3 separate regions of the Sus scrofa genome follow, and regions 1 and 3 are each linked to region 2. A link is a contact called in public Hi-C and HiChIP or PLAC-seq data. All regions are on one chromosome and are shown on one strand. The core of a region is the stretch at or near the end of the contact, and the rest is flanking DNA. Distances in the headings are between cores, read along the strand shown. Region 1 holds the start of P3H3 (prolyl 3-hydroxylase 3). Region 2 holds the start of MLF2 (myeloid leukemia factor 2). Region 3 holds the start of ING4 (inhibitor of growth protein 4).

Region 1 (3,642 bases), core at 27-2,526, 66 kb before region 2:
CCTCATGCTCTCCAGTCCCTAGCCCCTCCGCCTCGTTCCCAGGAAGGGGCGGCTGTCACCCCACGAAGGTCCCAGTAAGACTTCCTAGAACTCCAGGCCCCTCCGTCTTCTACTTCCACCCCGAGGCAGGACGCCCATTCCAACTTTGCTCCCACTCTCCCGAGGCTGTCCCTCTGCCACCTCGATGGGTGCTTGCCGCGGTTTGATATGAACGACTCCAAGGGAGAGGTCCCATCAGCACGGCCCCACCCGAGTCCGGGCGCTGGCACGCCGCCCCTCCCGGGAGCGGGAGGAGGACAGCAGCTGGGCGGGGGATCCCTGGGGCCGCGCACCTGGTAGTAGGCCCTCTGCAGGTAGTTGTAGGGTTCCCGGCGGCGGAAGGCGTCCCGGAGCGTGCTCCCCACGCGGAGCCGCGCCGCGCCCCCCGGGCCCAGCCTCCGCGCGGCGCACTGGGTCAGGCACTCGGCGCGCCGGAGCGCGGCACGGAGTAGCAGCGGCTCCCAGGCGCCCCGCGCCGCTCCGGGCCCCGGGGCAGCGGCGAGCAGGGCGGGGAGCGCGGCCCCCGGCTCGGCGGCGCAGCGCTCCTGGCAGTCCCGCCGCGCGCGGCCCAGCGCCACCCGGCTCCGCAGCGCCTCCCGCAGCAGAGCCACAGCCGGCGCCCAGGCCCCGGCCGCGTAAGCGCGCAGCCCGTCGGCGTAGAGCAAGTCGGGGGCCTGAGGGGGCGCCCCCGGGGACAGCGGGGCCAAGCCGGGGGGTTCGGGGGACCCCGGGGGAGGCAGCAGCAGCAGGAGCAGCAACAACCAGAGGAGCCGGAGCATCGTGTCAGAGCCGCCGGCCGGCTGCCCGAGGGAACTGCGGGAGCCGAGAGGGAGAGGGAGGAAAGGGGGAAGGGAGAGGGAGGGGAAAGGAAGGAGAGATGGAGAGGAGGGAGGAGAGGAAGAGGGGAGGAAAGAGCGGCACCGACCGGCGCTGATGGAGCCGAGACAACCCTGGGAGAGGCCGGTCTGGGAGACAGGAGTCAGAGAACGCCTGGCAGAACGTGGTGAAGCGGGCTTTAGGATAAGCGAGGTGGCAGGGACGAGAAACAGACCGTGGAGCGAGCGGAGCCGATGGCTGGCACTGGAGCAGGCCTAAGGCACCCTGAGGAGCCTCTTAGGACTCCGGACTCCAACTCCAGAGGCCCTTGGGGCGGGAGTACCTACTGCAGCAATGTTCCCCTCCAGCCTAGAGTCCAGGAAAGGGAGCGTGCCTGCCTCCCACACACCCAGCCACCCACGCAGGCTTTTGGAAAAAGAGCTTTAGAATGCAGCAGGGGGGAGGATAAACTCCAGGCCTGTGACACCAAGTCTGCCCAAACCCTTTCCTGCCCAGAAAGTGGGCACACACAGATTTGGGAAAAGGAGGCAAGCTGAAGCATGGGAGGTAGAGATGTCCTGTAAAACCACCCCTACGATCTCAACAAATATCCTTCACACCCAAAACCAGCAAGCTCAAGAGTCTCCCCATACCCCCCACCCCAGCAGGAGATGCCCTCCTAAGCCTGTCTCTGTGTTGTCCGCGTGTCTCTCTTCCTCTGTGTATATTTCTGCGCCTCTGTCCACTGTCTCTGCTCTGTTTTGTCCTCTCTGAGCCATTCCACTCCCCAAGCCTCTGACCATCCCCTTTGCCACCACAGCACACTGGACACAGAGGTTTTCATGGTAACACTTCAGACTTTAATACATTTTGCTAGGGATGACGGAAGGTGAGCTGGGCATCCGGTGACGGGATGACAGCAGGAGTTCCAGGGCCCCCGATCCAGCCCATCTCCTTAGAGTCTGGAGGCAGCCGCCTTAGGCTCAGGTATAGAACGAGGTGTTACCCACCCAGCCCCACCTCCTCTCAGTCCAGCAGGCCCACTTGGGCTCAAAGGGTCAGCTGGGGGAAGATGGGGTTACCTGGGCCCCAGGATCCTCCCCAAGCTCGTGCGCCCCCCTCACCTCCTGTCAGGGAGCAGCGTCGCCCTGCACTTAGGCCCAAAGGAAGTCCAATGGCTCTGCTCTCAGGGGACCCAAGGGAGAGTCGGCGGGGTGAGATGCCCAGGGGCCTGGGCCGGCGAGGAGAGGGCCCCGGCGAGGCAGTCGGAGAAGGCAGAGGCGTCTCGTCAATGAAGGTGGTGATCTCCTCTCGGAAGAAGCCTGGACCCCATGGAGGTCCCCCACCTGACCCCAGAACCCCACCCTCCAGGAATTGGCGGAGGCTGGCCAGCCCCCCACCTTCAGCCTCTTCCTCATCCTCCTCATCCTCCAGCCTTTGTCTCTGTCCCAGGTACTCAGGAGGGCCCCCTAGGGCCCGGCTCTGGGCTGGGAGGACCCGGATGTCATCAGAGGATGACCACTTGTGCAGGAAGGAGCCTGGTGCCCGAGGAGTAGCGAAGATGTTGGTCTCATCATGGGACAGACGGCGGGCCAGAGGGACCTGGGGAGAGGAGGAAGTAGACCCAGAGGTGCTGCAGGGACAAAGGGGGCAGAGGCAGAAACTGAAACGGGGACTCTCTGCAAGTGGCTCCACCCCTACACTTTCGCAAAAAAACGCCTCTGATGGGCGAGCCGGCTTCTGGCAGGTCTGTGCCCTGCAGGCCCGGACTAGGGAGGGATGAGAGACTGCAGAAAAGGAGGGAGGGGATACCCACAGTCGGAGGTGTATGGCCTCGTCCCATACCTGTAAGTAATGGACCCTCTCAAGAGGGGGAAAAAGCATGTGCCTTCCAGGCAGCAGCTTCACTTGGGCGGGGTCCCTGCCCCCTGGTCCTGTGGCCCCGTTGGCATCAAAGCGAACTTTGCACACTCGGCCGTCTGCATAGTCATCACAGCCCCCATCTAGGAGATAAAAGGGGCAGAGTGGTTACAAGCAGGGAATACCCACCCCCCAACCCCCTCATAAAGCTTCCACTCCCTTATAAGTTCCCTGGAGAATCCTCCTGTTCCCATTAGTCTGTAAATTCTAAGAGGAAAGCAAGAGTCGCTAAGGGTCTGTTGCTTCATTGCGGAGCCCCTAGTGATTCATACATACCCACACACTTAATTGAAACAGTTGCCACACCCCCCCCCACCAAGAGCTGTCACCGTATGGTGGGGGTGGGGGGGTGGCGGGGTGGGAGGGGTGTGGATGCCCAGGGGAGAGATCCCTCCGTGCAGAAGGATGCAGGGCTTGTGCATCAGGGAGAGGACTGGGGAGAGGAAAGCAGGGAGTCGGCCCAGGGGTAGCGCAGGCTCTGTCCAGCAGGGGGCACTCCAGGGCAGCCCGTCCCCACAGAAGGGCTGGTAGAAAAGGGCAGGAAAAGGGAGCCGATGCCCAGGAAAGCCAAAGCCCAGGCCCTCCTCTGACCGTCGTCGCCATCCTCCTCGGACATGATAGCCACGCACTGCTCCCACACTGTGCGCACGTCGGCGCGGTAGCGCTCGCAGGACCAGATAAAGGACGGCAGCAGCAGCGTCTGTGCCATGGAACACCACAGCACAGCCAGCACCATCCACGGGGGCGCCGAGTCCGACTTCAGGGAGAAGAAGCTCACCACCTGGCGGGACGATGGCGGAATGGCACTGGTCAGGGCCCAGAGCCGCGGGGGCCCATCGGACCCCAGATAGGACATCCTAGTGCAGC
Region 2 (3,141 bases), core at 116-2,615:
TCTAGTTTGGGGGCAAGAGGAAGAGGGGCACTCGTGTGGCAGAATGTCCAGAGATAGGGCATCTGGAAGATAAAAGATTCTGCTAAGTCTCTTCCCCAGAAATATCAATGGAAAACACATTTTCTTTTATTCTGTCTTTCTCTTTGGCTTTGCCAGCTTCTAGGTTCTCTGTCTCCGTTCCCCCTATGTCTCCGTTACTGCTTTTTTTCCCTCTTTAATAACGATCAAGTCCAAAGAAACCTGAGAAACCCCACTCCCACTATCTCTTCCTGAGTGACCAGGGACCTTCCCCCTCTTCCCCAAGGAAGCGTTGGGGTTGGGAACAAGTCTCTCTCACTGTCAGGCCCTGTGAAGCACGAACAGAGCCAGCAGTCAGTGTAAAGAACCAAAAGATCTGGAATTTGGATGAGCCTGGTCTAAAGTCCACCCTGGACAGTCCAAATCCTGACACCCAGGGGGAGGGCCCTTCTCTCCAGCTGGGCCAGATTTTATGCAAGGCATTTAGTGTGTCAAAGTGTCAGTCTTTGGCCTTAGAGTCGGTCTCCTGACCTGTTTTCCAACCCCGCCCCTGGGTGATCTGGGTTAATGGAGCTCTCCACCTCCTCTCCAAAACATTAGACCCTTGACCTACCTACCTTCCTGACTAGAGGCAAGAAAGATCAGTGTGGACTGGGAGCTCTTGAGGACACAGGAGTCAGAGAAAAGGAAGGGGAGAGTAGCATTAAACGAAAAGATGTCAGAACTAGGACCTCTCCCCAGTCTGACCCCTCACAGCAGGGTAACTGAGGTGGGGTCCGGGAGTCTCTCAAATGCTAGTTCCCAATGGGCTGCAGTTCCAGTCTGGCCGAAGAGCGCCATCTGGCGGCCAGCCCCTCAAACTGGAATCTCTTTGCCCTAACTGAGTTCTCGAAGCCAGAAGACAACCTGGGCGGAACCGTCACCTCCTCTCCTACGTCACTCCGGGGACCCCGCCCCTGCCTGGATCGCACCTCCTCCTGCGGGCGACTGGCCCTAGCGCCTCCCCCGCAGAATTGCCGCCCTTCCGCCCTCTCGGGTTGATCGCTTCCCCGGTAGAAATCTGCTTAATGCTCCCCCGGGGATCCGCCCCACCTCGTCGGGGAGCCCATCCTATCCCCTGGGAATCTGCCCCCGTCCTCTTCCTCCCCTCCCGGGGGATGGACTGCCCTGCTCCTCTTCCACATACTAACAGGGAGCCTCCTCCGGTCCACAGGACCCAAATCCAGGTTACTAACGAGGTCTCCCCTCCCCTCGTCCCAGAAGGACTCCGCGGCCAGGGAGCCGGCCTCGTCGGCGCCCACGCCCGCTGATGGGCGGAGCTCCGCGGGCTCGGCCCCGGGATGGGCTGTCCCATCGTGACGTCACTTCCGTCCGGGCCTGGCCGCGGTTCGGGATCCTTGGGCCGAGGGGGGGCAAGGAGGTGGCAGCTGAGCGAGGAGGCGGCGCGGAGGCCGAGGACTCACGCCTGGACCAATCCCGCGTCCCGGGCCGCAAGCCCCGATCCTGCCGCGCCCCGAGAGGCAAGACCGGCCGGATGGGCCGCTGAGCCCGGATCGGGGACCGGTGAGGCGCGAGCGGAGCGGGCAGCCGGTCCGGGGCGGGAACGGCCCGCTGAGCTGCAGAGGGTCCGGGAGCTTGGGATGCGGGGAGGGAAGCGGGTCAGGCCCGCCTCTCCTACTCGCCCGGCGGGGAGGCAGGGGCCGGGGAAGCCGCCGACAGGCGTGGCGAGGACGGTGAGGCCCGTCCGGGGGAGGCCTGGCGGCGGCCGGGTGTGAGGAGGGGGCGGGGTGGTTGGGGTCATTATTGGGCCGGCACTTGGGATTCGCCTCCGGCACGGTGGCGTCGGGGAGGGGGAGTATGCTTCTGGCCAGGGCTTTGGGAAGAGGATGACTATGAGTGGGGGAGGCAGAAAACAGGCTTGGAAAATTTTTCCATGGTCCTTTTTCAGAGAGAGGTTCGAAAAGCTCTTCTCTCCCTAGAGGGTGATGTTGAACACCTGGAGAAGGGTCTCAAGTGGAGTTGGGGGCGGGGGGAGGTCAGTTACAGTATTTGGAAGGGACAGTGCTCTGCGAGTCCCTGCCCTGAGCGGATGTGCAAAAAAGCCTGGCCGCCTCCAAAATCTGAGCCTCCACATCTTCACAGTGTGGAGCCCCCTGGAGCTAAAATCAGGATGTTCCGCTTCATGAGGGACGTGGAGCCTGAGGACCCCATGTTCTTGATGTGAGTATCCCCGCCCCCTCACGCGCTAGAGCACGCATCCGCTCCACATCAGGTCTCCGAGTAGTTCAGATGGACTCAGGGCCTCCCGTTGCTGCTCAGCCCCAGCTCAGACTTTGAGGGGAAGTCTGTGCTCCTGGTTCCCTAAGGCTGTTTTCTTGGCGGGGGCGGGGAGGCGTTGACTGCTGGCCTTTCTAAGCCCACACGGTATACACCCCATGCACAGGGACCCCTTTGCCATTCACCGTCAGCACATGAACCGGATGTTGTCGGGTGGCTTTGGATACAGCCCCTTCCTCAGCATCACAGATGGCAGCATGCCAGGGACCAGGCCTGCCAGCCGCAGGATGCAGGTAAATGGTGGTGCAACAGACCTGAGACCAGAAGAAAGGTTGGAGGGTGGTTGTATCAAAGTGCTTGATTTTTCTTGCACAATGGCCGGCTTAGCAAGTGGGCAGAGGGGTCTGGAAAACAGGTTTTGTGATCCCCTGTTGAGGGCTTGGTTTGGGACAGTAATGAGCTAGGAAGTGGTCTCTCATTCTTGTTCCTTATGTGTTCCTGTAGCCTGGGGCCGTCTCTCCCTTTGGGATGCTGGGAATGGTGAGTCCTCCTCCTCTCTTAATATCCTTCTCGTACATGCTCTATACCCTTAGGTATTATTTCCAAATGTGCCTCTGGAATAGCCTTGTGGGTAGTAACCCTAGAATCCTCCCATAGTGTTCACAAGCCCTGGGCCCGCTGTGTGCTATGAGTCCTGTGAGTTCAAGATGCCAACTCACTGGCTCCTGTCCTCAACGCTGTGCCCATTAGGAAGATGTAATTGCCTGGCAAAGTGTGTTCTTTTGAGGAGTTCCCTGGTGGCTCAGTGGGTTAAGGATCCGGCAGTGTCACTGCCATGGCCAGGGT
Region 3 (3,332 bases), core at 339-2,838, 76 kb after region 2:
ATCCAGAGGTTTCCAGTGGTGGAGGTCATAACCTGGATTGAAGGACACCGCACAGTTGTAGTGCTGAGGAATAGAGTGTGGTCGGGAACCTGGACTTCAGCCCTGATCTCCCAGCAACCAGTGTTGGCCGAGATGCTTCTGCAGCTGTTAAATGAAGGGATTGGGCTAGATCACCTCCAAGATTCCTTTTTGAGAATTAAAAATCTTTAAGCACTGAGAAAGTTGTGGCAAAGTTCCCGCATCTGACAACGTGGCTATCCTCTGTGGGACTGCCGGGCCTCTGCTCATTACCTGGCTGCATGCGGGTAGGCAATGAAATAATACCTCTTAATTTAGGGCCTGGGCTCTTGTGTGGGCGTCCAAGATGGTCCCACTCTGTGGTGTGACACTAATGAATGTATCACAAGTGACCAAACATGCAGTGTTAGCTTCCTGAATATTTACTGCTTTTAACCCTTGTTCTCACCAACAGTCAAATTGGCACTGATAGCCCTAACTTCATCGCAGGTATTACAAACAATCTCCTCTTTTTAAGGTTACACTCACACTCAGAGTAACAACCAATGAGGTAGGTAGTGTGAGGTAGTCATTTTATAGAGATGCGCACAGATTAAATTACCCAAGGGCCTGCTGCTTGCACTTAAGAGAGAAATCTTGTAGATTTCATTGCTGTTATCTTACCACCTGGTCAGCAGTAAGTCTGGGATTTCACCTTGCCTCTTTTTTATATATTTGATCTAAATGATGAGGCTGAAAGTGTTTGACAACCTGCCACTTCACATTGCTAATTATCAAGAAGGTGTGAATTGGGAGCGACAGCGATCTCCAAAGCACTGTCTTACTAACACTCCGGTTCCGGTTCCCAAGTGTGGTGCCAGCCTGTCATGCACTTGGTGGCTTTTCATCCTGACGAAGAAGCATTAGCTGTCGCTGTGCCGTAGCGGACCAGGGTGATAGCTGACATCCACCTGGCCCAACTGTGACAGCTGCGTGCCCCAATCCTTTCAGAATCATGGGGCTGGTTAACATCCTATAAACCCGAATAAAAAGGGAGACCAAAACAGGGGGGCAAGGCCAGAAGTACTATGTCACTTTACGAGTGAGGAGTGTGACAGGTGAGGAACCCTGACATAACACGTGGAGTCCTAGCTTTATTGTGTGAGTAGCTCAGAGGTTATAGATAGTGAGTTGTTTCCACGTTAAAAAATAACCTTAGGGAGCTGCTGTTTGAGCGAGTCAACAGAAGTGCGGAGGGTTTAAATCTTGCCCCGCCGGGGGCGCCTCCCTAACTCCCTAAGAAACTAGCGACTTGGGAGAAGGCACCTGCGCAGGTCACATCCCAAGAGACACAAAAATTCTCCGGCTGCTGAAACGGGCTATTTGCGGACTAAAAGCCTGATGAAAAAAGCTTCCTCGCCCTCACGCCTGCACGTCCCCCGCCTGGAGGGAAAGGAAGTGCAAGTGAAAATGCAAAATGGCGCCCCCGGCCGCCGCCGGCCCCAAGCAACGCCGGCCGGCAAAAGACGAGGGTCGGCGGTCGGGCGCTCGGCGGACGCGGCCAGACGGGCGCTGTAGTGAGGCCGGAAGTTCCCCTTGTGAGGGCGGAAGGACTCCAGGCCGAGAAGGACAGCTTCGAGACCTGTCGCCTTCAGTCACTTCCGGGGCGGAGCGGAAGTTGCTTTGTTTTGCTTCAAGATGGCTGCGGGGATGTATTTGGAACATTATCTGGACAGTAAGAGCAGACTGAAGGAGGGGGTCAGGGGTCACAGGGGGGTGGGGGTGTCGGAGCTGAGAAGCTCTACGGCCCCGAAGTCCGGGTGGTCAGAAGGTCACGATTGTAAAGGGTTGCATGAGAGGAAATAGTGGAGGGTGTGTAGAAGGAGGGGGCGGGGCAGCGGGGCCGAGGCCTCGCTCTGGGGTGTAGACGGGGGAGGGGCTGCGCGGTGGGGCTGGGGGACGTCTCTTGAAGGGCGGGTGGGCCTAGTCGGGAAGATCCCTGCTGCCCCATCTTCAGAGTCTCCGGCCTCAGGATATACGTTTTCCTCAAAATCATTCGGAAATTAGTCATTTTAGTATATCGCCCACTGCCTTTTGGAACAGCGACAAAGACCTGTTCGCGGCTCCTTCGCCCAGTTTTTTCGCAGAAGTGGCTTCTCCTGGGGATGGGAGGGTAACGAGTGACCACTGTCATATGATGAACTGGAAGTCTGCTCTTGGAGTAAAGATCCCGTTCCCATCCAGTGGAAATCTGGCGTTATGTTGATGCCATTTGTGTAAACCACTCCTCCACAGAGCCTGTCATCCACTAAGCGCTTACATTTGCCTTGGTGTTGAGAGTCATTCATTCATTCTTTTATTGAGGTCCTGCTATGGCTCAGATATAATGGCAGGTACTGGAGATATACAAGAATGAGTAAAACACAACCCCTGTCAAGTGGTCATAGACTAGTAGGACACAGATTCTGTTAATAAATAATTGTAAAACAGTGAGACAGGTAAAATAATAGAAATATATTAAAAGTTGCTAACTCTGGAGAAAAAAAGAGCTAATTACCTGGGGATGTAGGTAAAGCTTTGTAGAGGATGTGATGTTTGAGTAGAATCTTGAAGGCTGAGTGTTTATTTGCCAGTTGGAGAGGGAATCGCAGGTTGGGGAAAGCAGCAGCTAAGGTGTTACGGGTTTGTGGCAAGGTTAGGCAAAAGTGAGGCCAAAGTATTTGATATACAGGACCCTAAGTTGTAAGATTGGGAAATAAGACTGGAGAAGGGGGCTGGGGCCAGGTTGTGCAAGGTCTTTTAAGCCAAGCCAAGAAGCTTGCAGTTTAGTGAGGAACCAACAGATTTTCTGAATAGTGATTATTTATTTATTTATGTTTTGGTCTTTTTCCAGGGCCTCACCCATGGCATATGGGGGTTCCATATGATTAGAGCTGTAGCCACCGGCCTCCGCCACAGCCACAGCAACGCAGGATCTGAGCCGCGTCTGCAACCTACGCCACAGCTCACGGCAACGCTGGATCCTTAACCCACTGAGCGGGGCCAGGGATCGAACCTGCAAACTCATTGTTCCTGGTCGGATTCGTTAACCACTGCACCACGACGGGAACTCCTGAATAGTGATTTTTTAATAAAGGAAAATAACTGATATATGATAACTTAGAGCATAATAACATTGGTAATGTAGAGATCGGTTAGTGGTAACAACCCTGGTCAGAGATAAGGATCCGATCCGAGAGAGTGACAGAGTATTTGCGCATTAACTATAACAGGACTGACTGAATGACTGAGTGGTTGAGAGAAAATGAAAAATCTAAGGCGACTTCTCGATTTCC

What was found. A called contact is a pair of places that touch in the nucleus more often than the background predicts. HiChIP or PLAC-seq counts read pairs in DNA pulled down with a chosen protein or histone mark.
Region 1: a Hi-C map of brain shows a contact between it and region 2, with 7 times the contacts expected there. The contact joins the promoter of P3H3 here to the promoter of MLF2 in region 2. A contact is called at or near these places in 13 of 47 Hi-C or Micro-C datasets (alveolar macrophages, brain, embryonic fibroblasts and 9 more) and 2 of 2 datasets of contacts at active chromatin or transcription factors (alveolar macrophages and skeletal muscle).
Region 3: an H3K27ac HiChIP or PLAC-seq map of alveolar macrophages shows a contact between it and region 2. The contact joins the promoter of ING4 here to the promoter of MLF2 in region 2. A contact is called at or near these places in 2 of 5 promoter capture datasets (fetal skeletal muscle and liver), 1 of 47 Hi-C or Micro-C datasets (skeletal muscle) and 1 of 2 datasets of contacts at active chromatin or transcription factors (alveolar macrophages).

Annotation. Positions count from the first base shown.
Region 1 is chr5:63,884,018-63,887,659 of Sscrofa11.1, forward strand. It overlaps P3H3 (prolyl 3-hydroxylase 3), which reads right to left and starts at 1,277. Exons shown (of 14, transcript XM_005652597.3): 1 at 333-1,277. The coding sequence starts at 818. It overlaps GPR162 (probable G-protein coupled receptor 162), which reads right to left. Exons shown (of 5, transcript XM_013987412.2): 3 at 3,367-3,556; 4 at 2,701-2,858; 5 at 1,693-2,457. The coding sequence ends at 1,906.
Region 2 is chr5:63,950,295-63,953,435 of Sscrofa11.1, forward strand. It overlaps MLF2 (myeloid leukemia factor 2), which reads left to right and starts at 1,366. Exons shown (of 9, transcript XM_003481695.4): 1 at 1,366-1,581; 2 at 2,161-2,238; 3 at 2,462-2,588; 4 at 2,800-2,835. The coding sequence starts at 2,189.
Region 3 is chr5:64,026,201-64,029,532 of Sscrofa11.1, forward strand. It overlaps ING4 (inhibitor of growth protein 4), which reads left to right and starts at 1,589. Exons shown (of 8, transcript XM_021092419.1): 1 at 1,589-1,732. The coding sequence starts at 1,696.